Regions from separate parts of the Mus musculus genome. Here regions 1, 3 and 4 are each linked to region 2. A link is a contact called in public promoter capture Hi-C data. All regions are on one chromosome and are shown on one strand. Each heading gives the region's core, a stretch centred on a gene start, on an enhancer-like site or on the middle of the called end of the contact. The rest is flanking DNA. Distances are from core to core; before and after follow the strand shown. Region 1 holds the start of 5830454E08Rik (RIKEN cDNA 5830454E08 gene). Region 2 holds the start of Ano10 (anoctamin 10). Region 3 holds the start of Limd1 (LIM domains containing 1). Region 4 holds the start of Fyco1 (FYVE and coiled-coil domain containing 1).

Evidence for each region. Promoter capture Hi-C pulls out the DNA fragments that hold promoters and counts their contacts. Capture Hi-C pulls out chosen DNA fragments and counts their contacts.
Region 1: a contact with region 2 is called in a promoter capture Hi-C map of pre-B cells, with 5 times the contacts expected there. The contact joins the promoter of 5830454E08Rik here to the promoter of Ano10 in region 2. A contact is called at or near these places in 2 of 39 promoter capture datasets (liver and pre-B cells) and 1 of 484 Hi-C or Micro-C datasets (CD4 T cells).
Region 3: a contact with region 2 is called in a promoter capture Hi-C map of liver, with 3 times the contacts expected there. The contact joins the promoter of Limd1 here to the promoter of Ano10 in region 2. A contact is called at or near these places in 2 of 39 promoter capture datasets (hippocampal neurons and pre-B cells), 2 of 115 datasets of contacts at active chromatin or transcription factors (large pre-B cells and pancreatic cancer cells) and 1 of 9 other capture datasets (liver).
Region 4: a contact with region 2 is called in a promoter capture Hi-C map of pre-B cells, with 3 times the contacts expected there. The contact joins the promoter of Fyco1 here to the promoter of Ano10 in region 2. A contact is called at or near these places in 3 of 39 promoter capture datasets (the C10 cell line, cranial neural crest and pre-B cells).

Annotation. Positions count from the first base shown.
Region 1 is chr9:120,573,884-120,580,756 of GRCm38.p6, reverse strand. It overlaps 5830454E08Rik (RIKEN cDNA 5830454E08 gene), which reads right to left and starts at 3,426. Exons shown (of 1, transcript NR_073359.1): 1 at 2,684-3,426. Rpl14 (ribosomal protein L14) reads right to left here. Exons shown (of 6, transcript NM_025974.2): 6 at 6,104-6,662. The coding sequence ends at 6,363.
Region 2 is chr9:122,291,799-122,298,278 of GRCm38.p6, reverse strand. Ano10 (anoctamin 10) reads left to right here and starts at 3,856. Exons shown (of 13, transcript NM_133979.3): 1 at 3,856-3,975. It overlaps Gm26797 (predicted gene, 26797), which reads left to right. Exons shown (of 5, transcript NR_168548.1): 4 at 1,837-1,911; 5 at 2,153-2,369.
Region 3 is chr9:123,473,191-123,480,180 of GRCm38.p6, reverse strand. Limd1 (LIM domains containing 1) reads right to left here and starts at 1,480. Exons shown (of 8, transcript NM_013860.2): 1 at 1-1,480. The coding sequence starts at 943.
Region 4 is chr9:123,850,132-123,856,704 of GRCm38.p6, reverse strand. Fyco1 (FYVE and coiled-coil domain containing 1) reads left to right here and starts at 4,806. Exons shown (of 18, transcript NM_001110253.2): 1 at 4,806-4,924. It overlaps Xcr1 (chemokine (C motif) receptor 1), which reads left to right. Exons shown (of 2, transcript NM_011798.4): 2 at 26-4,390. The coding sequence ends at 1,026. Gm51700 (a long non-coding RNA gene) reads right to left here. Exons shown (of 2, transcript XR_003948283.1): 1 at 5,704-6,573; 2 at 4,742-5,474.

The sequences.
Region 1 (6,873 bases), core at 2,177-4,676, 1.7 Mb after region 2:
CAGACATTCAACTAGAGAAGAAAAGGAGGGAAGACAAGTTGAGGACATTTGCCAGTGGGTTCCAGAGACCTCTATCAGCCCACCTTCCTTCAGGCCTGACGGAGAGAGATGGGGACTTCAGAAGATAGAGCAGCATTGGGGGTCTAACCTGGACTCCATGATACAGCCAGGGAGATAGGACCTGGGCCTGGGCCTCTCAAGAGGAATCTCCCTTGGGAAGGATGCTCGTTCAGGTGCTCCCCTTGGGGAGCACTTCCACAATGGTGGACACCAACTCTCTACCCAAGGAAGGAGAGACAGAGATCTCCTTGACATGCCAAAACAGAGCCACACCCTTCCGTGGAGTAAGTGACACGCAGGTAGATACCACAATTACCAGGAATGCCCAGCAACTTAATCATCCTCCCAAGTTGGGGAGCTGAGTCCTTCCTACAGGCATCCAACCCCAAGATCTCGAGAGTTCCCAGAATCCCTGAGGAGGCACCTGTGGCCATAGTTCTCCATCATCATATCTGTACAGACCCTGTTGTGTGCAGGCTGCAGGCTGTTCCACTGACTCTGTGTGAAGTACACAGCCACATCCTCAAAGGTCACCATCCACTGAATCAGCAAACTCCCGATCAAGCTTGAGCGAGACAGGAGGAGCTCTGAGCTTCTGAGGAGTCCACAATCCCCAGCCCTCATGAATCGCAGCCAGCACCACAGCCAGAAACCAATGCACCAATGTTCCCGTTTTCAAATGTGCAGCCCCAGCTCTGTGCCACCCACACGGTCTGGGGTCTCTCACTGCCGTTCCAATCTACAGCCTAATACCCAGGCAATACTCTCTTCCTGGTAACCATAGCAACCAGAAAGGAATATATTCCTGGATTTACAGATTGCCCTTCAAGGAATGATCATCCTCGTGTACTCCTGTGCCACTTGGCTTTTCTAAGTAAAATGCATTTTCTATTAATTCTTTGAGAATTTCATACATGCATACCAAGTATTTTGATAATATTCACTTCCCGATCCTTCCCTAACTCCTCCCACACCCACCCTTCAACCCCCACCCGACCCCCATGTCTTGTCATGTGTGTGCATCTCCACGCCCAATCTGTACTGGTCATATGTTCATGGTGTGGTTGACTACCAGGGGCCACAGCCTTCAAGAAACTGATACTCCCTCCCTGAGAGAGCACCAACTGTCCGTGGCTCCTCAGCTAGGGGTCTGGAGCTCCTGAGCCCCTCCCTCCTCCATGCTAGAATGCAGACCAGCTTGAGACCTCATGTAGGTTATATGCAGGCCACCACAGCTACTGTGGGATCATGACTGCAAAGGCTCTGTTGTGTCCAAAACTCTCTTCAGGGTGAGAGACTCCTCCCTGATCTCTGGTTCTTACAATCTTTCCACACTCCTCCATGATGGTCCCAATCTTGAGTGTGACTGAGATGACCATTTGTGGCTGAGCACACTTATTCCCTGCAGTTTGGCCTGTTGTGAACTTCAGCATTAACCACTGTCCCCTGCAGAAAGGACCTCTGATGCAGTCTGAGCGTTGCACTAATCTGTCTATAGAGATAAATAATTTAGAGGGCAGTTTGACCCCCTGGTTGGGGTCACCCCCTGGGCCCTATAAACACCCACCTGTGGGTCATGTGGTACTAGGCATGTGTTTCCTTCTGTGGGAAGAACCTCAAAGCCAATCAGAAAGCAGTTGGTTTCCCCACGCAACATCAGCCCACTGTTGCACCATGGACAATATTTTGCCAAGCTGGTCATTACTATAGCTTGGTGTTCACAGCTGAAGATTGTTGGTAAATCCACCCTGACCTCCCCACCCCCCAGAAACCTGCACATGACCCTCTGTTACCATGACAACAGGCGGGCAGGAAGTCAGCACCAACTTGATTTGTTTACGTGCCATGACCACGGTTCCACCAACACCGGGATGTGTTGGCTGTCATTCACCCTGACTCCACCCATCTGCAGTGTAGGGAATCAACCCCATTTGTTCCTCCCTAGCTTCTTTTCAGGTTCCCAGCACCAAACACCGTGTAGAGCACCTGAGCTCTGAAAAGTCAGTGCTTTACAAACCATATGTCCCTGTCTCTCGAGAAAGCCAGCTCTCTTCAAAGAGTTTGCGTGTTCTGGCTTCCTAGAAAGAACATCTTTATAACTATGGGTCTGACCCCAATGGAGTCACAGAACTAAATGTGAGTCACAAAAGCAACAGCAAACATCTTCTGAGTTTAGTGACCAAAAAACTGATTTAAATCAAGTGCGTAACAAGTCCAAGGTTTTTCCACCCGTGTGGTAACGAGGCCACCTCAGGTGTAAACATGGTGTGTGTGTTCGCATGACAAGAGTTCAAAAAAGAAGACTCAACTCTCAAAAGTGTCTGTGGAAGGCACTCACAAGCCTCAGGTCACAGCAAACCTCGTTCTCAGCCCCTCCCCTCCTCCAGAAGGTTCAGTGAGTAAAGTTACTTGCTGCATAGCCTGACTACCTGGGTTCCATCTCTTGAACCCACACGGTGGAAGAGTTGATGCTTGAAGGTAGTCATGTGACCTCCACACACCCTCTGTGGCACACACGTCTGTATACACACACAAATAAGTGTATGGGAAGTGAAAGAAAATTCGCACACTGAATACTGGTCTCTTGACAATACGACCACAATGAATGAAGCAAACTCTTCAACACGTTTTAGTTTGTTTTAATGGATGAATGTGGTCAATGTCCGCCACACAAACTCAGGTACTCCCAGAGATCCCTGGAAGAACCTGGAGTGATAGGAGGTTGTGAAATACTCCGCAGGGACTCTGGGAACCAAACTTTGTTCCTCTGGAAGAGCAGAAGGTACTCCAACACAAGGTGTAACCCAGGCTGGCCTCAACTCCTGATATTCCTGCTTCTGCCTCTTCAGCATATCCTACTAGCAACGGACACCAGAACCAGCTCAATAATGAACTTCCTAACTTCAGCAGGTGACTCTCGTTTGCAGACACTCACGGGATGTTCTGGCATGGTTCTCCTTTCTTCCACTAGCATCTGCAACGTAAGCCTCACCACTCCCAATATAGCCTCCTGTGGTGCGTGGGTTCCGTATCTCCCACTGTGACACCCCAACCTCCTCGGACATCCCCATCCAAAGTCTTCCTGCCTCCCACGCAGGTCTCCACTCTGCAGACTGCGCGCTTACAAGGCACGAGTGTCTGACGGCGAGGGGACAGAAATGATGCTCCGCGCCCCGGGGACGCCTCCTGGGGCCCAATGCGTCCCTGGGCACGGAGGGGGGGGCAACATCGGATTGTCCACTCGTGGCAGGCTGGGAACGCTGAAGGAAGGTTGCACTTCTGACCCAGCACCGGGCGCAGTAAGTCAACGTCCGACTCGCCCGAACTATCTACAGGGCCAAGCCCCGACCCGGAAGCGCGAGCGCACTCCGGCCGCTCTAGGAGTTCCGGAGGCCTCATCTCGGTGATAACACCGCCCCACCACTTGTCGGTCCAGCGGAGTAGGAGGGGTTTGATGTGGCTCAGGGCGCCTGCGCACTTGCGCAGACTCCCGCGCATCTGCTCTGAAGATCTGAGAGGTGCGCTTTGAGACGTTTGGGTGCGTGCGCATCTGGGCAGCAGGTGGTAAGCGTTGCCCGCTCCGGGCAGAAATTATACAAATTCGCTTGAGCGATCTCTCTGGTACCAATTTTAAATAGCAACATTGATTGGGGAAAAAAAAAAAATCACACCCCCACAAATAAAGATTGGACATCAGTGTGCAGTTTCTCATGCTGATACGGCCGGAAAATTAGCTTAGCCGGTCACTTCTCAGCACCAGGTGGCTCAACTGAGCACCAGAAATCTAACGGCCTCTTCTGGACTGCCTGACCCTGCACTCACAGCATATACCCACAAAGACACAAATCATCCTGAAAAGTATTTTCATAGACTCAGCAGTTAATAACACCTGTTGCTCTTGCAAAGGGCCAAGACTCAATTCTAACAGCCATATGGTGGCTCACAATCCTATTCTAAGGGACCCAACATTCTCAGACACCACAATGAGGCACAGACCTAATATGCTGGCAAAACTCATTTGCATAAAACCCCAAACTTTAAAATGGTAAAGCAGTAAAAATGATAAGGTAGGAAAAGCTTATTTCTTACTGGACACGATGGTACTTATCTGTAATGCTAGCACTACAAAGGCCTAGACAGGAACCAGAAGCCCTACCTCAGACAATGTTCAAGGTGTGTGGTGGTTGATGGCCTATGCTGGAGGCTAAAGCATGAAGTCCCCTGGAGGCGGACAATGGTGGTGCACGCCTTTAATCACAGCACTTGGGAGGCAGAGGCAGGCAGATTTCTGAGTTGAGGCCAGCCTGTTCTACAAAGTGAGTTCCAGGACAGCAAGGGCTATACAGAGAAACCCTGTCTCGAAAACAAAAGACAGACAGACAGACAGACAGACAGGCAGAAAGAAAGAAAGGAAGAAAGAAAGAAGAAAGTCAGTCAGGCCCCTGGAGCTCAGAAGCCAGAAAAGCAAAGTGAGACCTTGTTTCCTGAAAGTTATCAAGTCCACAGCAGTCCCAACGCTAAGAAATCCTTCATAAATACCCCTGAAAACCAATCACCAAATACCTCACTGAAGTAACCATGCTTTTGAAACTGCTGGCTCCCAGGCACTGTTGTCCTTGATTTCAGTCCCCTCCTCCCCTGTCCCCTTACCTCAGGCTATACCAGTAAAGCCAGTTCCAGGTGCTAAGTTCTTAACCACCAGCATTTCAGTGCAAAAGGACTTGGCCCTCCTGCCAGCAGCCAACCTGAGTATACCTAGATATGGGCTCTGTTGCAGAAATCCACTTCCTGCAGTCCTTTAATTCCCAGCCCTGGGAAGAAAACTGCTGCTTCCTGACAAATCACTTGCTAGTTCAAAACAATACCCATTCTACCCCACTCCCGTGTGCAGACCAGGAATCCTGGGTGGCAAGGCTGGAAATGTCAAGATTACAGTTGAGTGTTGTCTACTTTCCCACAAGCCTCAACAGGCCACCTTTCGGACTATCTACAATTCTACCATGTAGAATTCTTGCCGGCAATGCTCTGGGGGGTGTGGGGAGGGTGCTGTTTAATGAAGCCAGACTCTCTTTTTCCTACTAAATTCTGTGGGGTGAATTATCCCAGTCTGTATGCTTTAATCCCTTTCTCAGAATCCCTAAATATGAGCCCATGAACAGGTGGCTTATGAAATATGGGATCACCACCTTCCTGATAGCAGAGTAAGTGCCTAGACACGTGTTTTCAACTTCCTTCCCACTAAGCCAATCAGGACTGGCTAAACTGAAGTACCAGTTTGGGGTTTTTTGATTTTGGTTTTTCGAGGCAGGGTTTCTGTGTACCTCTGGCTGTCCTGGAACTCACTTTGTAGACCAGGCTGGCCGTGAACTCAGAAATCCACCTGCCTCTGCTTCGAGTGCTGGGATTAAAGGCGTGCCGCCACCACACCTGGCCCAGTTTTTGTTTTAATCACATGACCTACCTCAGTTCCAGTTGTCACTTCCCATTCTCTTCAGGAGCCCTGTACCTTCCTGTCCCTGGCTGCCTCAAAGGTTCACACCCATCTCTGCCTCACGTCCCTTTCTCAAAGGCTAAGAGGACTACTCCACATTGCACTATTTCCTAGAAATAGCCTGAATCCTGCCCTCAATCTTCCACCTGCTATTTCACAGGGTAGACGCAGAGCCCACAAATGCTGTTGACAATGACAGGACTCCCCCCATGCAGGGTCATTCCCACCTGGTATTCCAGTGTCCACCTGTCCAGGTGTAAACTGTGGACAACAAGACTCAAAAGCACCCAGTGTGCTGGGAATAACCCTGCAAGTAATCCACCCCCACTTCTCACAAATAACACTTCCTGCTTTTCAGGAGTCCACCCTTTGTGAGGACCAAGATTCTCTCCAATCATCCACTTTCCTAGAAATATTCAAAGCCTGTTTTATAATCCAAAATTATCAAAATCATGCTGTGGAAAGAGAAGAAATGCCAAATGTATCACACATGCGAGGCAGGCAAGCCCAGCCCCACGTATCTTTCAACAATTATACTCGACTATGGTTCATCAAAATGAAGGAATTCCACCCGTTGGTGGGAAATTTATTTGTTAGGGTTAACGACACTGTTGTACTGTCATGGTACCCCCTGTATAAAGGATCAGTTTGACTCTGGCTGTATGCTAAGTACTAAGGCCTGGGTAGAATGAGTTTAAGTAGCCCATCCTATCTACAATCCCACCAGTCTATTTCCCACTTGGCGACAAGCTTAGAGTCCACACATGAGATTTACCACCGTCAAAAAGAACCTTTATTATTCTGTGTAGCCTCACGCTTTCTTGCCAGCCGCCTTTGGAGCAGGTGCTTTCTGGGCTGGGGTCTTCTGACCCTTCTGACCTTTAGCAGGAGGTGCTGCCTTCTGGCCTGCAGCCTTCTGAGCAGGAGCCTTCTGGCCTGCAGCCTTCTTGCCTGGTCCTGTGGCCTTCTTGGCTGGGACTTTAGCTTTAGCAGCAGCAGCAGCTGCAGCCGCCGCAATGGCAGCTTTGGCCACAGCTGCTTTTTTGGGAGAAGCTTTCAGGATAGCAGCTCTTTGAAGTTTCTTTACTTCAGTCTTGATTATTCTGTTCCTCTGAAAAAACACAGAAGAGCACTTGCTACACTCACACAACAATACGCCTTATGTCCATTGTTAGAAATTAAACTGCTTCCACACACATAAACTATAGAGAGATTATTTCCAAGACTCATTTGGTCATTAAGCCAGCTACTTTTACCCTGAGCAATCTTGCTGGCCCTAACCTATCAAGAGCTATAAACATCAATTACACACAACACCACAA
Region 2 (6,480 bases), core at 2,607-5,106:
CCAGATCTCTTTCCTAGGGTTTCTATCTCCAGCGTTGCCTCGCTTTGGGTTTTCTTTATTGTGTCTACTTCCCCTTTTAGTTCTAGTATGGTTTTGTTCATTTCCATCACCTGTTTGGATGTGTTTTCCTGTTTTTCTTTAATGATTTCTACCTGTTTGGCTGTGTTTTCCTGCTTTTCTTTAAGGGCCCGTAACTCTTTAGCAGTGCTCTCCTGTAATTCTTTAAGTGACTTATGAAAGTCCTTCTTGATGTCCTCTATCATCATCATGAGAAATGGTTTTAAATCTGGGTCTAGATTTTCGGTTGTGTTGGGGTGCCCAGGACTAGGTGGGGTGGGAGTGCTGCGTTCTGATGATGGTGAGTGGTCTTGATTTCTGTTAGTAGGATTCTTACGTTTGCCTTTCGCCATCTGGTAATCTCTGAAGCTAGCTGTTTTAGTTGTCACTGTTAAGAGCTTGTTCTTCAGGTGACTCTGTTAGCCTCTATAAGCAGACCTGGAGGGTAGCACTCTCCTTAGTTTCAGTGGGCAGAGTATTCTCTGCAGGCAAGCTCTCTTCTTGCAGGGCAGGTACCCAGATATCTGGTGTTCGAACCAGACTCCTGGCAGAAGTTGTGTTCCACTCACTAGAGGTCTTAGGATATCGTGTGGAATCCTGTGTGGGCCCTTGCGGGTGTCAGGCAACTCCGCTGGCAAGGTAACCCGGGGCTCGAGTCGAGCGGAAGGGGTTTGTGCCCCAGATCAGGCCCGGGTAGCCTGCTTCCCTATGTACCGCAGTCTCAGGTTCCGCGCGATTGGATTGGGGCCGGCACTGTGTTCCACTCACCAGAGGTCTTAGGATCCCGTGGGGGGTCCCGTGTGGGCCCTTGCGGGTGTTGGGCAAGACTCTGCTGGCAAGGTAGCCCGGGGCTCGAGTCGAGCGGAAGGGACTTGTCGTGTGTGTGTGTGTGTGTGTGTGTGTGTGTGTGTGTGTGTTTGTGTGTGTGCTTGTGGAGGCCAGAGGTCAACATCACTCACCTTTTCTTATTTTTTGAGACAGGCTCTCATTGAACCTGGAATTTCTTGACTGTCTGGCAAACCCCAGGGTCCTTCTGTCTCTGCCTCGCCTGTGCTGAGGTTACATACATGTGCTGCCTCCCCTGTGCTGAGGTTACATACATGTGCTGCCTCCCCTGTGCTGAGGTTACATACATGTGCTGCCTCCCCTGTGCTGAGGTTACATACATGTGCTGCTTCCCCTGTGCTGAGGTTACATACATGTGCTGCCTCCCCTGTGCTGAGGTTACATACATGTGCTGCCTCCCCTGTGCTGAGGTTACATACATGTGCTGCCTCCCCTGTGCTGAGGTTACATACATGTGCTGCTTCCCCTGTGCTGAGGTTACATACATGTGCTGCCTCCCCTGTGCTGAGGTTACATACATGTGCTGCCTCCCCTGTGCTGAGGTATCATACATGTGCTGCCTTGCCTGTGCTGAGGTTACAAGCAGGTGCTACACTCCCATCTTTTCCTGTGGTGAAGGGGATTAACTCAAGTCCTACCACAAACACCTCACCAGCTGAGGTCTTCTCAGCCCCTAAAACCTTCTTTAATTGGATAAATAGGTTCCATTTCTGATCAAACTGGAGGAAGCCCACTACGCCCTGTGTCTCACTCTTATTGTTAAAACATCTGACAAAATATACCAGCAATGAAGTAAATGGCAGCAGTGGACTGGACGGGGAACCCCAAAGTTGAAGAGAGATCAGTGCAGGGTAGTGAGCTTCCTCTTGGTTTTGTCGTTTTGTCTTTTTCCTTTCTCTCTGATACCTTTTTCCTTTTTCTCTTGATCTGAAGCCTGGCTGAAATGAGAGCTAACAATCAGAAATGATCAGGAAACAACTCCAACCACAGTGAGCAAGATAAAGCGAGGTGAAGTACCGACTGCTTTCCTGAGATTAGTTTATTCAGGAAGCTGGCGCCTAAGACAGGGAGAGAAAAACTGTCCTTTTAGAGCAGTGATTCTCAACCTTCTTAGTGCTGCAACCTTTTAACACAGCCCCTCTGCTCTGGTGACCCCAACCATGAAACTATTTTATTGCTACTTCATAACTGTGACTTTGCTACTGTTATGAACCATAATATAAATATCCATGTTTTCCAATGGTTTTAGGTGACCCCTGTGAAACGTCATTGGAGCCCTCCAAAGGGTCCACAACCCACAGGTTGAGGACCACTGTTCTAGAGGAAGCAACTGGAAAGAAGGACTCTTGGGAACATGAGAGCATGGAGCCTTGCAAAGGGGGTTGTTACATAGCAAAGAATAACTAAGACATGCCTGTCCTAGCCTGCTTCTTTGGTTGCTCCAATAAAATTTAGACCAGAACTAACGTGGGAAGGAAAGGGCTTATTTGACTTATAGTCCATCATTAAGGTAAGCCAGGTCAAGAGCTCAAGGCAGGGTCCTGGAGACAGAACTTGAAGCAAAGACTACAGAAGAATACTGCTGCTTACTGCCTGCTCTTTTAAACAGCCAGGTTCCACCCTCTTAGGATGGTACCACCCATAGTGTGCTGGGCCCTCCCACATCATCAAGAGAATGCTCCTCCCTACCCCCCCTCCCCCCCAACACACAAGCTCAAAGGCCAGTCTGATGGAGGCTGTTCCTTAATGTGATTTCCTCTCAGGCAACTATTGGTGTGTCAGGTTCACAAAAACTAAGTGGCATGGCACCATGACTCAGGCTCACATCTTGTACTTTGCTTTGAGATGGAGATTCACTACATTGCTCAGGCTGGTCTCTAGTTCCTCAGTTCAAGTGATCTTCCAGCCTCAGTCTGCTGAGTATCTGAGACTACAAAAGTGTGGGCCACCAACACAGCTTAACTAAATTTTGTTAATTCAGCTGTGATAAGATTACTCCCAAGAGGGCTGGGATAATCTCTTCCCTAGGATGCACAAGGCCCTGGGTTTAATCTCCAGTATAAAGACTATCTGAGCAAAAAGGATTTAATAGATATTCCATTAAAATGATTGTTTTTCAAAAAATTTCAAACATTTCCAATCAGATACCAAAGAATGAAGTTATATGCAAGGATGAATGTAAGTTCAGGGGCTGAGAAAATTGGAACTCTCCAACTGAAACCCACAAGTCTCCTGAGTCGTCAATTGACTCTAATTGTTAAAGTTCTGAAAGATTTGCCTTGGTTTTCAGAGAGAAGAGAGCTTCAGAATTCTGCTGAAAACCAGCCAAGAATTGCTCCTTAAGGCAGAGAGGGGGCTAGGAGGACAACCTCCAAACCGGAACACCCCCAGGGGTTGGGGTGAAGGCCTTGTCCCCTGGAGGAAGGCAAAAACTGGAAGGGTGTGGAGGGTGGAGGCTAGACGGTAGAGGGTAGAGGTGGGCAGGTGTCTGGATTCTGGTCTAAGAGATTAAGAAAAGGAAAGCGTAAGGAGCCTTATCCTTTCCCTTCCATTCCCTACCCAGCAAAGCCAAGACCCAGCCCGCACCCATACCACCACGAGGACCGCTAGCGAGGCCCCACCCCTCCGGATGAGGCTCCCTTTCTGCCGTGAGTGACAGCAACCCAAGCCCCACCCCACTCGCCACAGCCCCGCCTTTAACATGTCTCTCTACAACGACAGCTGATGAGGCCACGCCCATGCAGCACCACCACATCCCACCAAAATGAGAACCTTCATGGCCCCGCCCCTTCCGTCGCGGCCCCACCCCTCTCCCGAGGGTCAGCCAGTGAAGCTTCACTCTGACACCTCCGCCCCCCTTCCTCGGGACTTACAACTGTTAAGGCACCGCCCCTTTCACGGTGATCCCGCCCCCCACGCCGAGTGACAGCCGGAAGGCCCCGCCCCTCCCGGTCGTTGACGCCTCCTGTCGGCCAAGGCGCCACGCCCCGGTCGTGTATCCAGTCCGCCTTAGCGCCGCGGGCCTGGTTCTCCCCGCTCCCGCGGTCCCCGAGGACGCCGCGTGGGCGGCCGGTGAGTGGGGAGGGGCGCAGTCCGTGTGGTGGGCCCGCTGGGGATGCTCCCCCCCCGCGACAGGGAAAGAGCCACGGAAGCACTGGTCAGGGCTGGAGATCCGCAAGGGTGTGAAAGCCGGCGGAGGCAGGGGGATGTCGGCCGGCTCTGGATTTGCGTCAGGCCTGGAGCAGGGCCGTCTCTGACTGACCATGGGATCCCGGGGTGTCGGGCTGCTCTGATTGACACTTCGGGGAAGGTGCCCGGTAGCCTTGATTGTGTCACACCTCGCGGTCTCTCTAGGGTTGTGAACAGATCCGGTCTGAGGTTTCTGACCGGGCCCATTGTGCGCTTTCCGTGATAGGTGTCGCATGACTCCAGTGAAGGGTGCAGAGCCCTGTCCCTACCCGAAACCCTGTTTGTTCTTTCCCATAGCTGAGGCGGTGCGTAGACGGTCTGACTGAAGTCTCTTCAAGTTTGTTCCCACTCCACAGTTGAATCGCAATCCCTTAAACCCTGATGTTGTAATCGAATCCCGGCAGTTTTAAAAGTTTCAGGTGCACTGTGAGTGGCCTGGTTTCCATTTAAAGTCACAGTAACCTTAGAGGACTAGATATTTCTAAGGACTCTTTCTGTCTTTAAACAATTTTAAATGCAACCGTGCATCCCTTAACCAGGGTAAACTGGGAGGGAGATGCTTGCTGTTTACCTGGCATGAACGTCCGAGGGCACTCACACAGACAAAGAGGCTGTGACTTTACTAGGCATATAGTTTTGTTTTCTGGGGTTTTTTTGTTTTGGTTTGCTTTGGTTTGGTTTTTGGTTTTTAAAAATTTTTGTCTGTGCGTTCGTGTTATTGTGAGTGCAGGCAAACGGATACACACAGGCTTGTACAGGACAGAGGACACAGGTGTGGGCCCTTGCCTCCCACCGTGTTTGAGATAGGATGTCTTTGTGTCTTTTCATTTTTGCTGCTGTGCTGCCTGTTCCAGGCCATTCAGCCCTATGGCTTCTTAGGGTTTTACTGTCTCTGTCTCCCATATCACCTGGAGTTGGGATTACAGAAGCACTCTACTGCGTGCTGGAGTCCAAATTTAGGTCCTCTTGATGAGAAATGAGAGATGCAGAATATCAGACAGGCATAGACAAGGCCTGGTAAACTGTAACGAGTGTGCATTTGGATAGACTGTAGTGTGGTTGCGTGTGCGTGTGTGTATGAGTGTGTAAAGAGGAAAACTAGAAAGGTTGGAACACAGAAAAGAGGATAAAGTTGAGAATATAAATGCCCTGTAGGAATGCTCAGAACCCTATGACCTCTAGTAGCATTTTGTTTTTCTTCCTAATTTGTATATTTAAAAGTGTTTTTTTTTTTTTTTACATATTATTGTATGTGTGCATGTGGGTTTACACATACCATGGAATGTGTGTAGGGATCAGAGGTCAAATTCTGGGAGTCAATTCTCTCCTTTTGTGTATATAAATACACATATAATTAATGGGGTAGTATTCTAATATTAATTTGTGACTTTTTCCAACTTAACATTTTCTCATTTATCATTTTCCTTGATCACTAAATATTCACACTGAACAACCAGCTACTTCTTTCTAAAATAATAATAGTATTTCAGCTATGTGTTTAATACATGCATGCTTGGAGGTGAAGAATTAGGGCTGATCAAGGCAAGTATATTAGTAAGTGTTTAAATGCCATCTATGCTACATTGAGCTAGTCCCTCACAGTATATACATGGGTTGTCTGTAGCTCTCTGCATTTTTACACAGTAACACCTGCTTTTGGAAGATGCCAGCTCAGAATGCTGTTTGTCCTGGTTGTTTTTTGTTTTTATTTTTGTTTTTTTTTTTTTGTTTTTTTTTTTGTAGTTGTTGTTTTCAACTTGACACAAACTATCCTCATCTGAACAAATCCCTCCACCATATTGACAGGTACACAGATCTGTGGGGCATTTTCTTGACTGATGATTGATTGGGGTGGGGGTGTGCAGTCCACGGCCAGTGGAGCCAGCCCTAGGCGGGTGGCCATGGGTTGTATAAGAAAGCAGGCTGACCAGGCCAGTAAGCTGCACCCTCCATGGCCTCTGCTTCAGCTCCTGCTTTGAGTTTCTGTCTTGGCTTCCCAGATGATGGAAGTCAAAAAACCCTTTTCCTCCCAAGTTGCTTTTGGTTGTGGTGCTTATCAGAGCAATAGAAGCTCTGAGACAGTGTTACCTGTGATGTGAAGCTATGGTTGGAATACATGGTAGTTTTTATACATACTTATTAGAAAGGGGAAAATAAGGGATTTGGGGAAATAAAAGATTTTTATTTTGAAATGATTTGGGTTTGTTTTTTGTTTGTTTGTTTTTGTTTTGTTTTGTTTTGTTTTTTTGTTATCTGCAAAGGCATTAGAGTTCTCATGTGCCAGCTTCCCTGAGCCTTGTATGGTCTCAGTACAACAATTAGTGAACACAGGAAAGCAGCCTGACACAGTTCCATTAAGTGACTTGCAGATCTCAGTAGAGCACACCA
Region 3 (6,990 bases), core at 231-2,730, 1.2 Mb before region 2:
AAGCCTCATATCCCAGACCTGAATCTCTTTTCGGACAAGCTCCTTGGCTGGCGCTGCTAGGGACCATCGGTGCTGAAACAGTTGTGCCCTTGGGTTGAGCGGAGGTCCCATTCTCCAAGCCCATGGAAGAAAAACCGAGGTTCACTCGCTGAGAGGAGGCAGTGGACCAAAGGCCTGTTGGCTTCTCGCTGCTATGGCCACCAATGCCACCGTCCTGGCCACTGATGCCACTTTCAAAAGACCTGCCAGAGCACACTGTGGAGAGCTGTGGCTGGTAAGGGTGATGGTCTCCACAGGATTTGGGCAATGTGGAGTCATTCCCTGGGCAACCAGGCCATCCACTTCCTACACCCAGACTCACGCTGGGGCACCCTTCAGGTTTATCACCCCACTGTGGGCTTGCCAAAGAGAAATTGTCATAATAGTCTCCGTGAGTGAGGCAGGAAGGGTCTTCACAGGAGGGACTCAGGCCGTGTAAAGCAGGTCTCTGGGAACTCACAGGCCCCTCCCTGGAACCACAGTTCTGACTGCCAGGCCTTGCACCATGGGCAGATGGCCTGATCCTCTGCTCCTGAGATGGGTACGAGGGCTGCGCGGCCGCAGTGGTAGTAGCTAATCCAGGTGCCACTGTTGGCACAGCCAGAGGAGGCTTAGCGGCCCCATCTGCAGCCAGCTTGCCGCTCGCACCCTGACGGTTCCCACCGTTGACCGGGCTTCTGCCTGCCCTAGGTAGGGCCTCCTCCTGTAGGAGCTGCTGCTGTTGCTGCTGCTGGAGGTGGATTTTGGCCATCTTGGTCGCGAACACCCTTCGAGTTTCCTCAAATTCTGGGTTGTTGCCAGCACCCTTGTCCACCCGGAAGAGCCCATCCTTGGAGGCCTCATACATGTTCAGGTCCTCGATGAACTTACTGGCCTCAAGGCCCAGATCATCGTATTTATCCATGTTGTAGATCAGTGTCCGGGGCCTAGCCCTGGTTCAAGGTGTGAATGTGGTGGGGGAGATTTGGGTGCTGGCCGAGGTTTCAGGTCCAGCCTAAGGCAGATAAAGATTCCCACCTGCCCAGCAAGAAGGTCATGACTCCAAAACTCACAGTCCAGCCAGAGTTGAGGCCTTCAGGCCAGCGGGGCTAAGTTTACTTTCAGACTTCTTTTCCCCCGGGGAGCGTCCACGTGGGGGCAGAGCAGCCTTCAGCCGTGCCCGGCCTGCTTAGAAAAGTTCTCTTCTCCAAGTCACAAAACCCAAAACAGGCGAAAGAAGACAGAGAACGTCCACAGAAAAAAAGTAAACTCACATCCACGTCGAACAATCGAACTTGCAAACACACCGGGCAGCCCCTGGCCTGGGGCCGGTGGCCGGATCCAGCAGAGCTCACTGCAGCCGCGGCGCGCGGCCCATTGTCCGATGGCGGCGGCCGGCGGCGGGACGCGGAAGTGAGCGCGCGGGTCGTCAGTCCCGGGAGCTCGCTGGCCGGCTGCGCCCGCCCCGGGCCGCGCAGGGGCGCGGGCGGAGGCTCGGAGGGCGGGGCGGGGCGGGGCGGGGCGGAGGCTCGGAGGGCGGGGCGGGGCGGGGCGGGGCGGGGCGGAGGCTCGGAGGGCGGGGCGGGAGCGGGGCGGGGCGGGGCGCCCCCTGCAGGCCAGTGATGCGCACGCCGAGTTTTGGCGTCCCTCTCTGGGCACCGGGAGAGAGTTGCAATTCCCGCAGTACTTTTGCCGCGGACTGTTCAGTTTCCCGCCGCTGCTGGAGAGTCAAGGGTGCGCCAGGCTTCCCTCGGGTCCCCTCGAATGAGAGCATCTGTGTTGGACGTCCTAAGTGTGCCCAGAGAGGCTTGTCGTCCTTACTGGGTTTCTTGAACCCCAAGCAGTTCTCACCACTCCAGGTTGCCATGGCTCTAGATAACACACATAGCTCCTATGAGGTGACTGGGGATAGTTTACGTTTCCCACACAGCCGCCAGCGTGATCTAAAACCAATCCCAGGCCTGTCACTCTTGAACTTGAACCCTCAAGGCTTACTCCGGACTTATTTTGAAATCCCGCCTTCACTTCTACAAACAGGCCTGACTGCCCCGCCTACCCTCCCTCTGATTTGGGACCTTCCCTGCCTGAACTCCCGGTGGATGGAACTTCCTAGTGCCTGCCGAGAGCCTGCTGATCAGCTTCTGGTGTCTCTTCTTTCCTTCCCAGCTAAAATCACCTCCCCGTAAAGTTACCCCCACCCACAACCCCTTTGTTTCCTGCTTGGTTTGAACACTATTTAAATCCAGGGATACTGAAGTCACTGACCTGCAGGCTTTCTCCCATCTAGTTTAAATGTTTCCAGGTCTCTGCTCATACTACCTAATAGATGTAAATGTTATGCAAATAGTTCTCAGCAGTTTTGTTTGGTTTTGTTTTGTTGTCTTTCAGGAATCATGACAAGAAAATGAAATCTGTATGTGTTTAACATAAACACCTTTTCTTTTCCTGAGTATCTTGCCCTTGTTCAGATGTGGAGCTCTAGGTATGGAGGGTCAGCTCCAGCTGTTTATTTGTCTGCATGCCCCTTTTTGGTTGACAGCTAATCAGTTATCCACTTCATTACACCTGTATATGCGCAGGGTTTGGTTGAACATATGTGTCTTGGCAAATCTCTCTAAACTGTGACGAGGAACAAACAAGATAATATATATGGAAGTGCTTATATTCTTATATTCTATAAACACAAAAATGGTTCACTGTCCTGTAGACTCTGAAGGTTCAGGATATTTGTTGAAAATGAAGAGTTCCAGGCTCCAGCCCCAAACTACTAACCCCAGATTTGTGTTTTACGGCATCTGTGGGATGGGAAGACGATTTGCACAATAAAATTTGAAGAGTGAGTACTGCTATAAAGCATTATACTAAAACTAGGTTTTAAAGTTATTTTAGTTTCAAATTATGTGTATATATGGTGTGTGTGTGTGTGTGTGTGTGTGTAGGTGAAAGGGGAAGAGAGAGGTGGGGGAGGAGAGAGGACAGATGTTCTTCTAAGCCAGAGAGAGAATCAGAAACCCCAGAGCTGAAGTCGTAGGTGGCTGTGTGGCGCCCTGTGTAAGTACTGGGAACTGAACTCCAATCCTTTGCAAGGACAGTGTGTGCTCTTTACTGCTGAGCCATCTCTCCAGCCCAGGATTAAATATTTTTATTTTAAAAGAATCTCCTATACCCAGAGCTACAACCCAGTGATAGAACACTCGCTGGGCATACATGAGGGCCTGGGTTCCATCCCCCAACAACTACAGTAATAATAACAGCAGCTTATAAAGATGGCATCCAATATACCATTATGCAAGTGATCCTTAGAAGTGCTGGACATGGGCTGGAGAGATGGGTCAGTACTTAAGAGTACTAGCTGTTATTTTAGAGGACCTGGGTTTGATTCCCAGCATCCACACGGTGGCTCGCCACTGCCACAACACCCTCTTCTGGTCTCTCTAGGTACTGAATGCATGTGACATAGACAAACTTGTGAGCCAAACACCCATACACAATGTTTGAATGTTTTACTGACGCTGTTCAATACTGAAGACACCGAAAAAAAATCCTAATTCTGTGCACATTTATTTAATGCCAAAATTATTTAATATAGGCCACTTTTGTCTGTTTCATGAACTTGAAAACATGTGTTGACTAGTATTTCAAAAGATGTGTTCAGGGCTTGTAAGGTGGTCCAGCGGGTAAAGGCACTTGCTGCCAAGCCTGCTGACCTGAGTTTGATTTCCAGAAACTATATAGTAGCTTCAACTCCTCCAACATACACACATTAAATGAAGGGATGAATTAATGGATGAATGGATGAGTGGATATTTTTTAAAATGTATTCATTATTGCCTATCAGTTGTTTAAAAGGCAAAATATTTCTAGATCTGGTGGTGTAATCCTAGTTACTTAAGAGGAGAGTCATAAGTCTGAGGCCTTTCTGGACTGAAAAGTAAGTTCAAGGCTAACATAGACAACTTAGTGAAACACTGTCTCAAAAAGAAAAAAAAATAAAAAGAGAGATCTGAGAGCTGGAGATTTGTCTCAGTGGAACATCAATTGCCTATCATAGGCAAGGCCCTGAGTTTGACCATCAGCACTACAAAACTTAGAAACTGAAAATGTATTGTAGGTAGTAGAGCCTGTTTCAAAGCTGGCAGGAATGACCCAGTGGATAGGGCCTGTGGAGAAAGCATTGTTAATGTGGAAGGAAGAGGAGTGTGGGGAGACATCCTGCAGAGACCAAGCCTGAACTCCAATGCACTGTCCTACACAGCAACAGAGAGGAAGGATTTTGAGCAAGCAACGGGCTAAACAGGCTAGTAAGGACAATGACACTGAGATCTTATTAATAGAATGGAAGCCATTCTAATGGCCTGGATTTTTTTTTTCCAGTGGAGTAGGAAGTGAGTGGGTAGCTGAAATCAGGGAAGTGCCTGTTGGAAACTGGCCATCTTGTGGAGTAAGAGTTTGAGTGGCCCAGAAGACAGGAAGAGTTTGAGTGGCCCAGAAGACAGGAAGGTCCTCTGAGCTGCTCAGCCCCACCTGGATTCTCTGGGCATAAAGTTCACCAAAGTGAGTTCACCATGATAGCTTGTGTTTCTCTAGTTCAATCCATTGAGTATATGTAGGTATTGGTGAGAGAGAGCACTGGCTCTAATCAGGACCAGCTTCAGCCAGTTAGGAGCAGCGTACCAATCGTAGGCATTTCCTCTGCCTAAAAACCCCTTCCTAAGATGAGCAATTTCCAGGTCCCACTCAAGCCCACTTCCTGGGGAAGTGCAGCATCACAGCATCATCTCCATCACATTTCTCCCCACTCAGGGAGCTTCTTCCTTGTTGGTGGTTTTACCAGTCTCCATTAAAATGCAAACCTTGCCAAACCGTGGGCATTTGCCTCACTATTGTACCCCAAGGAACTCAGAATAGTACCTGATACACACAGTCACTTGACACTCCCCCAAAAAGGTTAAAAAAAAAAGGTACAATAGAAAAGGGTTCACAGGTTTTGTCACCTACAGGTAGAAAACCTTAATTGGTTACTCAAACTTACAGAAACAAGGGAACAAATAAAAGTCATACTATTGTCTTTGTAATCACGTGTGTCTCTGCAATCCTTCTGTAAAGTTTAACTGATTATCTTGTAACCAAATATTTGATCCAAAGCATATTTCATGAATGTTAATGATGCATGGTTTAGTCAGGAGTATGACTTCAGCCAGATGTGGTGGTCTGTGCCTGTAATGCTAGAACCTGGGAGGTAGAAGCAGGAAGATCAGGAGTTGAAGGTCATGTCCTAATAAGAATGTTTGAGTCCTACCTGGGTCACATGAACCTTTGTCTCACAAAACAAAAGCAACCACAAAAAAAGAGAAAGGATACGAAACAGTGTGTTCTCATACAGGTATGTGTGCATGTGTGTGCATTTTTTTTTTTTTTTTTTTTTTTTTTTTGGTTTTTCGAGACAGGGTTTCTCTTTATAGCCCTGGCTGTCCTGGAACTCACTCTGTAGACCAGGCTGGCCTTGAACTCAGAAATCCGCCTGCCTCTGCCTCCCAAGTGCTGGGATTAAAGGCGTGCACCACCATGCCCAGCGTGTGTGCATTTTAATATAAAATATATTTAAGAATATCTGTTTACAAACCAGGCATGTAATTTCAGCACTTGGAAGGCTGGGCAGAACAATCTGTAAAAGTTCAAGGCTAGACTGAGCTGAATAGTGAGTTCTAGGTCAGTTTGGGCTAGAGTGAGACCCTGTCTCAAAAATGTAGGAAGGCTTAGGATGTAGTTCAGTGGAAGAGGGTTTGCCTGGCTTGTGTAACTCTTGGTTTGAGCCCTGAACTGGAAAAAAGAAATTGTTTACATGAAGACATGTATGGTTTCTGGTTTTTGGTTTTTGGTTTTGTTTTTTGTTGTTGTTGTTTTTTGTTTTGTTTTGTTTTGTTTTGTTGGTATTTTCGAGACAGGGTTTCTCTGTATAGCCCTGGCTGTCCTGGAACTCACTTTGTAGACCAGGCTGGCCTCGAACTCAGAAATCCACCTGCCTCTGCCTCCCAAGTGCTGGGATTAAAGGTGTGCACCACCACGCCCGGCTGTATGTTTTTTAATATAGGCTTGTATAAAGAATTATATATAGACTCAGGGTCCTATGAAAACTCAATTCAGTGGCCTCCAGGCTTGTCACTATATTCATGGAGCTACCAGACCCACGAGGCAAAGATCCTCTGTCTTGAATAGAGTCCTGCTTACGTTGCAGTGAACTGAAAGGACCTTTCTATGGCTTTTGCTTGGCTATAGGAAATGTCCCTGTGCACAATGCTGTGTGTGTCCCAAACTATGTTCCACTTCAGGGAGAGCTCTGAATAGAATCTTTATATTTCAGCTGAGGAGATGGATGAAGAATTAGCCACCAAGGTTCCTTTGAGCTCTTTCCATCCTACTGATGCCCAGAGCAGGGCAGGAAGTGCTGGCTGCTCCAAATCTCCTTCCTGAACCTCAGTCTTCTCTGGCCCCAAGCCTCCCCAAGGAATAGACCCATGAATGGAGAAAAGCAGCTGCCTTGAGGCCCTTTCCTGCTGCCTGTGATGAACCTTTGTTTCATCATTTTCTGCCCTGGAATACTGCCAGGTCAGACCCAGAATTTGGAACTATGACCTTACTTTCTCTCTGTGTGTGTGGCCAATGCCAGGCCAGCAAAACTCTACTCCTACTTAGTCCTGCCTACTACTGTCTACTGCAGCACACAGTAGCTGGAGCCATGTGCCTGATCACATGTTCACAGGGCTGAAAATGCCTACCATCCATCAGCCCTCCCAAAGAGCAACAGCAGGTATTGAACGAGACACAGTGAACTGGCTCTGGGTTAGCCTCAGTCTCAAGCTTACTTTTCCTCTTTTTAAAATAACAGTCACTACAGTTGGGGAGTTGACTCATCATGAGGACCTAAGTTTGCACTCCCAAACCCATGTAAAATGCCAGGCATACTTGTGATCC
Region 4 (6,573 bases), core at 3,557-6,056, 1.6 Mb before region 2:
AAACCCAACATGTCTATCATTTCAGATGCTCTCAGTATCCCTGCATCCCGCGTCCAGATGGAGTCCTCTACAGCCTTTTATGATTATCATGATAAATTGAGTCTTCTATGTGAGAACAATGTCATCTTCTTTTCCACCATCTCTACCATTGTCCTGTACTCTCTGGTATTTCTCCTCAGCCTTGTGGGTAACAGCCTGGTTTTGTGGGTCTTGGTGAAGTATGAGAATCTAGAGTCACTCACCAATATCTTCATCCTCAACCTGTGTCTCTCAGACCTGATGTTCTCCTGTCTACTGCCTGTGTTGATCTCAGCACAATGGAGTTGGTTTCTAGGTGACTTCTTCTGCAAGTTCTTCAACATGATCTTCGGCATCAGCCTCTACAGCAGCATCTTCTTCCTTACCATCATGACCATCCACCGATACCTGTCTGTAGTGAGCCCCATCTCTACTCTGGGTATCCATACCCTCCGCTGCCGTGTGCTGGTGACATCATGTGTGTGGGCAGCCAGCATCCTGTTCTCCATCCCTGATGCTGTCTTCCACAAAGTGATCTCCTTAAATTGTAAATATTCTGAACATCATGGGTTCTTGGCCTCAGTCTACCAGCACAACATCTTCTTCCTCCTCTCCATGGGAATCATCCTATTCTGTTATGTACAGATTCTCAGGACTTTGTTTCGCACAAGGTCCAGACAGAGACACCGAACAGTCAGGCTCATCTTCACCGTCGTGGTAGCATACTTCCTCAGCTGGGCTCCCTACAACCTCACACTCTTCCTGAAAACTGGAATCATCCAGCAGAGCTGTGAGAGCCTTCAGCAACTGGACATTGCTATGATTATCTGTCGCCATTTGGCCTTCTCTCATTGCTGTTTCAACCCAGTGCTTTATGTCTTTGTTGGGATCAAGTTCCGCAGACACCTAAAACATCTCTTCCAGCAGGTCTGGCTGTGCCGGAAGACATCCAGCACTGTTCCCTGCTCCCCTGGTACCTTTACATATGAGGGACCCTCCTTCTACTGAGAGGAGAGGATGGGCACATGGAGATGACTATGGGAGGTAAAGGAAGACAAGGAGAAGTGGATCAGGAAGGAAAATATAACTGAAGATACTACAGAGTGTGGAGGAAAGACATGATACCCATGGGGAAGTGGCTTCCAGCTGGGCAAGCCAAAGCAACACTTCGTGCACTCAGTTCATCATTTATTCTCTTACTTAGACATAGATTGCTTGTTAGTGATGGTCAGAAGATCCTAAATAGAAGGATTTCTAGACTTTAGGAGGGCTTGAAGCTTATAGTATGTGCTAACTGTGCAGTGATGTTGCTGGTACATAGGGTTGCCCCAAACTATTTTTTTTTCACCTTGGTGATAGCTGACTCTGTGATTCTTAGCAGCTACAGAAAGAAAAAAAACTCTCTTCAGGACAAGAATAATCACATCTTTAAATAAGTACAGTCACAATGAAGTCTATACCATAAAATCCCACTAAAATGAAGATGGTTCTGAGCCGGGTGTGGTGGCGCATGCCTTTAATCCCAGCACTCAGGAGGCAGAGACAGGCAGATTTCTGAGTTTGAGGCCAGCCTGGTCTACAGAGTGAGTTCCAGGACAGCCAGGGCTACACAGAGAAACCCTGTCTTGAAAAACAAAACAAAACAAAACAAAACAAAACAAAAAAACAACAACAACAAAGATGGTTCCATATTCTGGCAACAGCTGCTAACACATAAGCTGGCTTTTAAATATTTAGCTCATAACTGAAAGAAAAAATACAATATGTGCTACTGTCTGCACTAAGTAATTATTTGGACAATACAAAGATGAATAGGATATTGCTGCTAACTTTCAGTTGACACCAATCCATCCAAGAAGGTCCAGATAAGAAAAGTCCACTTAACAGAGGCATTCAGGTTGAATATTCCTGTCATTTCATCTCTTCCAGATTGAGAGAAAGATGACTTCCTTACATGTGGATAATAATGCCAGCATTCCCCTCTTAACCATTCTCCAGAGCTAAATTCTCCTCATGCACCACATTCCCTTTCGCAGAGCCAGGTCCCGTGGATTCTGCCTTCCCAACATCTCTCCAGCTTATGAGCACATACCCTTGACTTCATCTTTATAGTGCCCTCTGTTCCATAGTATCTTCCTTTTGCTTCTATTTTTCCTCTGTTACATCTTCCTCCTTCAGGAAGCTGCCTGCCTGAGATTTATCTTTTATTTTACAGCTCCTCTGCCTAGAGTCTGTCTTTGACGCTTTAATAAAATTGTCCTCAAGCTCCCTTCTGAGTTACTTCTTAAATTCTTTTATTAATAAAACTAGTAACACAAAAGAGGGCCCAGATTTCCCTGGTAATATAAGGTTACTCCATCAGAATGCTCCAGAATTTCAGGTAACATTATTACCTTTGGGGCAGTTTAGACTGTTATATCTGCATCCAGGGCCAAAGACAGAACTCAGATCCTGTTCTTTCAACCAAAAATAAATACATAAAAACATATAACAGTAGACTTTAAAGAATTAATGAAAAAATTAAAAGACATAAAATAGTTATGGATTACCCAGAAGAAGTAACTTTCAAGTGGATAGAGGGATGGCTCAGCAGTTAAGAGCACTGGCTACTCCTCCAGAGGGCCTAAATTCAGTTCCCAAAGCCCACATGGTATCTCCCAACCATTTTAACTGCAGTTCCAAGGGAATCCATTGCCCTCTTCTGGCCTCCTTTCCTTTGTACACGAAGATGAACATTTCATATATCTTACAATGTGTCGGTTAGAGATCCCTCGGGCACCTTACACTTCATCCTAGTTTATATCTCTGCCCATTAGCCAGGTGGGCTTGAAATTCCTTTTCTTCTAAAAGCCTCAATTTCATCTTTGAAGTTCAGAAATGAACCCTACCTATAGCACAGAGCTGTGTTGAGTTTTAAACATAACATTATATAGGCTTTTGGTTAGGGTATGACATATTAGGTTTTTAATATATACAATAATCTACTGCACAATATTTTGGTCAATGTTGGACCACATATCACTGTGCTCCCTTAAGACTAAATCATCTAGTGATGTCATAGTCATCTTAATTTATCTAACTATACTCCAGATGAATTGTCTATGAAATTCTCAAAATACATCATTGCCCTTAAATAACCCATGATTGCTTGAGACCTGTCTTCCTCTTCTCTGTAAATTTATTTGGGATCTAAGTTTCAAACAAGGGTGTTTGAAATCCCTTTTGTGGGAACAGGACTGAGGATGGGCATTTAGAGGCGACAGAGTCACGTGACAACTCCTGGTAAATAAAGCTCCAGAGATCAGTATCAGTGTGCAGATCTGCATTTATTGCCAAGCACATAAGCTTATATACAGTATTTGAGCCAATCCCAAGCCCCTAAATCCTTGGCCAAGCATAACTTACTACATCTCACCATATCCCAATAAAAGCTGTGACTGATGAGGTAACTCAGAGAGAAGGGGTGTGGCGAGCATTGTCACCTGTAGGGACTTTTGTGAAGACTCAGAAGCAGCCACTGTCTTGACCTTAGTTCCTTTTTGCTGTCTCACTGGTGTCCCGGGAGCCATCTTAGATCTGACACCATGTACAGCAGATCAGGACTCTGTGGCACAGTGCTCTCCACCCCACATATTCCTTCACAAGGTTGTCTTCCACATGCCTCACACTCTCAATCTTAACATCCCAAAGCTGTTCAGGCTGTAGTCAGAGCAAGTTTTTCTTAGTTCACTCTATTGATAAATCTTTATTTCTGATGTCATTTCCTCCCACTTCTTCCCTTTTTTTTGTTTTCCTTTGTTAACAGAAAGGGGAATCATTTCTCTTCGTGAGGTTTTTTTTATCCTCATCCACAAACTGACAACTCCATCAAGTTAATATGTTGTCTCATATACCTCCAGTATAAAATATGAAATTAACTTAAAAGATTTCTTTTCCTTCCTGTATGAATTTATCCTGAGAACCTGGAATGCTGAAGTCTGGCAGATGCCACTATTAGCTAAGTCCTGTAAGGTACACAAGCATTTCTAGCTAACATGATGAAAATAAGGCAGTGTGAGGAGCCAGCCAGAGCTAAGAAGCGAACCTAATCATGGGCTGACATTCCTATGTACTGTCCCCTGTCTTTAGCATGTTCATCCATACTGGACTTGGAATGCAGTGTTCTATTGCACCAGGCTTCAGGGTGCTTTGCAACTCAGCAACAAGCAAACACGGGACTGAGGAAGCTAAGCATGGTAGTTCTTTAGCACATATTTTCAAACACTGTTTTTTAAGTGTCTGTTAATGAGGGGGAAACAAAAACTGAGAACTTAGGTCCAGCAGTACATACTAAGTTCATTTTTTTTTAGCTTCATAAATAAAACGTAATAGTACAAAAATACTAATGAGATTATTCTCAGATTGTTTGGGGGGTTTCGGAATCGGGCACATTATTTTATATTTACAGCTCATGCACAGTTCAAAGCCAATCGGTCACAATGCATGAGCTTAACAACAGTAAACAGCACTCGTTCAGGATTCTACACACGACTTCCGGGTATCCGAAGCTTGTTCGAGTTTCAGGAAGTGACGTCTGCCGTGAGACATGCCGGGAGTCGTAGTTAGCGTCCACCGTCCAGTTGCACCCGATGGGAGTTGTAGGCCATCCGTGAAGCATGCCGGGAGTTGTAGGCCATCCGTGAAGCATGCCGGGAGTTGTAGGCCATCCGTGAAGCATGCCGGGAGTTGTAGGCCATCCGTGAAGCATGCCGGGAGTTGTAGGCCATCCGTGAGGCATGCCGGGAGTTGTAGTCCGCGCGCGCTCTGGGGCTACTGGGCGCTTCATGGCAGTCGGCTCTGTGCTCGCCTACTCTTCCGCTCGGCCCTAGAAAGTTTCGTTTCTGCCCAGCGGAGGACCCACGAGCGTGTAAGTGCCGCAGGCGCCCGGACAGGCATCGGGGACACTGGGGCCTTTCTGGACGTCGGCGCGGAAGCTTCGTGGGGGCGTGGGTCGTCCCCTCCCACACAGGGCGCCTCGGGAGAACCCTCTCTCCAGAGAGGTTAGCTCCAATACGCAGGCTGTCTGCGGGGTCGTAGAAAGACCCTCAACACTGTTCCAAGATCGGAGCCGGCAGAAGGGGGCCGCCCTGTGAGGCGGAGCTTCGGCAGCTCTCCCCGAACCCCTGGCACAGCAGCCAAACCCCGAAGTTCTCGCGGGCACTGGGACTTGATCCCCAGAAAGCCAAACCCTCCTCTCTGCAGGACTCCTGACGCCCCTTCGGTCCAGGAGACACAGTTTGTTCCTTTTGTATCTTCGCTGACCTGACCCGCTGCCCTTATGCTCAGATAGTTCAAGGGGGCTCTGCGGTCAAGTTTCTGGAAACACCTGTAGGACGACTGAATGTATCTGGTGTGGTAGCTTGTCCTGTTGGCACCCAGGCTTGGGCTGCGGATGGGGGGCAGGGCGGAGCGACATCCTATTTGCATAAAAGAAGAGAACATGTAGTTGACACTTAAGCCAAGTCAAGTAGCTTCCTATTAATGCTATGATTCTCTGTGTCACTCTGCAAAGTTCCCACGGCTGGGCTGTCTCCTGCAGAAAAAACAGCACTTGTTTCTTTCTGTCCCTATGATTGTTTGACTTAACACAGGTGGTTTCCTTTCCAGACAGAAATGGGGCAGAGGCTCAGGACTTAATCTACTTACAGCCTCTCTCAGCAATGGTGGTCTGAAGCAGGTTAATTCCTCTGCCATCTGCTTGCTGCTGTTGCTGGGTTGGGGGAAGGGAGCTGTGGGTTTCTACTTTTAGTTTTGCAACCTCCTGGCTGCCCCGACACTCTCGGTCTATGACAACCAGTTCTGCTGTGTTGAAATGCAGAATACTGATTATGGGCCAGGATTGTTATCCTGGAAATCAGCCCAGGGCTGACTGTCAGCCTCCTTTACCTAAAAGGATCTGAAAAAAACAAAAACAAAAACAAAAAAAACTATAGCTTTAGGAGACAGAATTTATCTGTTTGTTTAATGTTCATATTTGTGTATCACTTCTTGAAAATTGTTTATTTTATTAAGAAAATAGATAACGTATACAGAGTCCTGCAGTACCGTGTGTGTGTGTGTGTGTGTGTGTGTGTGTGTGTGTTCTTAATATTTTACTTTATTTTTGTAATTGGTTTAGAACTTGGAAATGGTCTCAGGTTCCTTTGCCCCTTAGCCAGCATGGCTAAGTGCCAAGTGTTTAGCCCAGTCCTTTGAAGTGAGATAAAAGACACCACTTGTAATAGCAAAATCATCAATAACAAACATCTGGTGGTCTTGTTTTATGTTAGTCCTTGAGGCTGGAGGCCTGCTGCCTCCAGAACACAGAGTACTCAAGAAGTGTCAGTCCTTAGTCCTAGCTTCCCTTTGCAGGGAATGGTTAGCTGACAGGTCACCTCTGATTTCTGGAGATTCCAAAAACAAGATAAAACTCAAGACTGGTGTAGCAGTGTGAGCTAGAGGAAGTGTGTTGACTACCTATGATCTCATGCCAGGAACCACTGGGAACCCAAGAGTTAGAGGCCACATTCACTACAA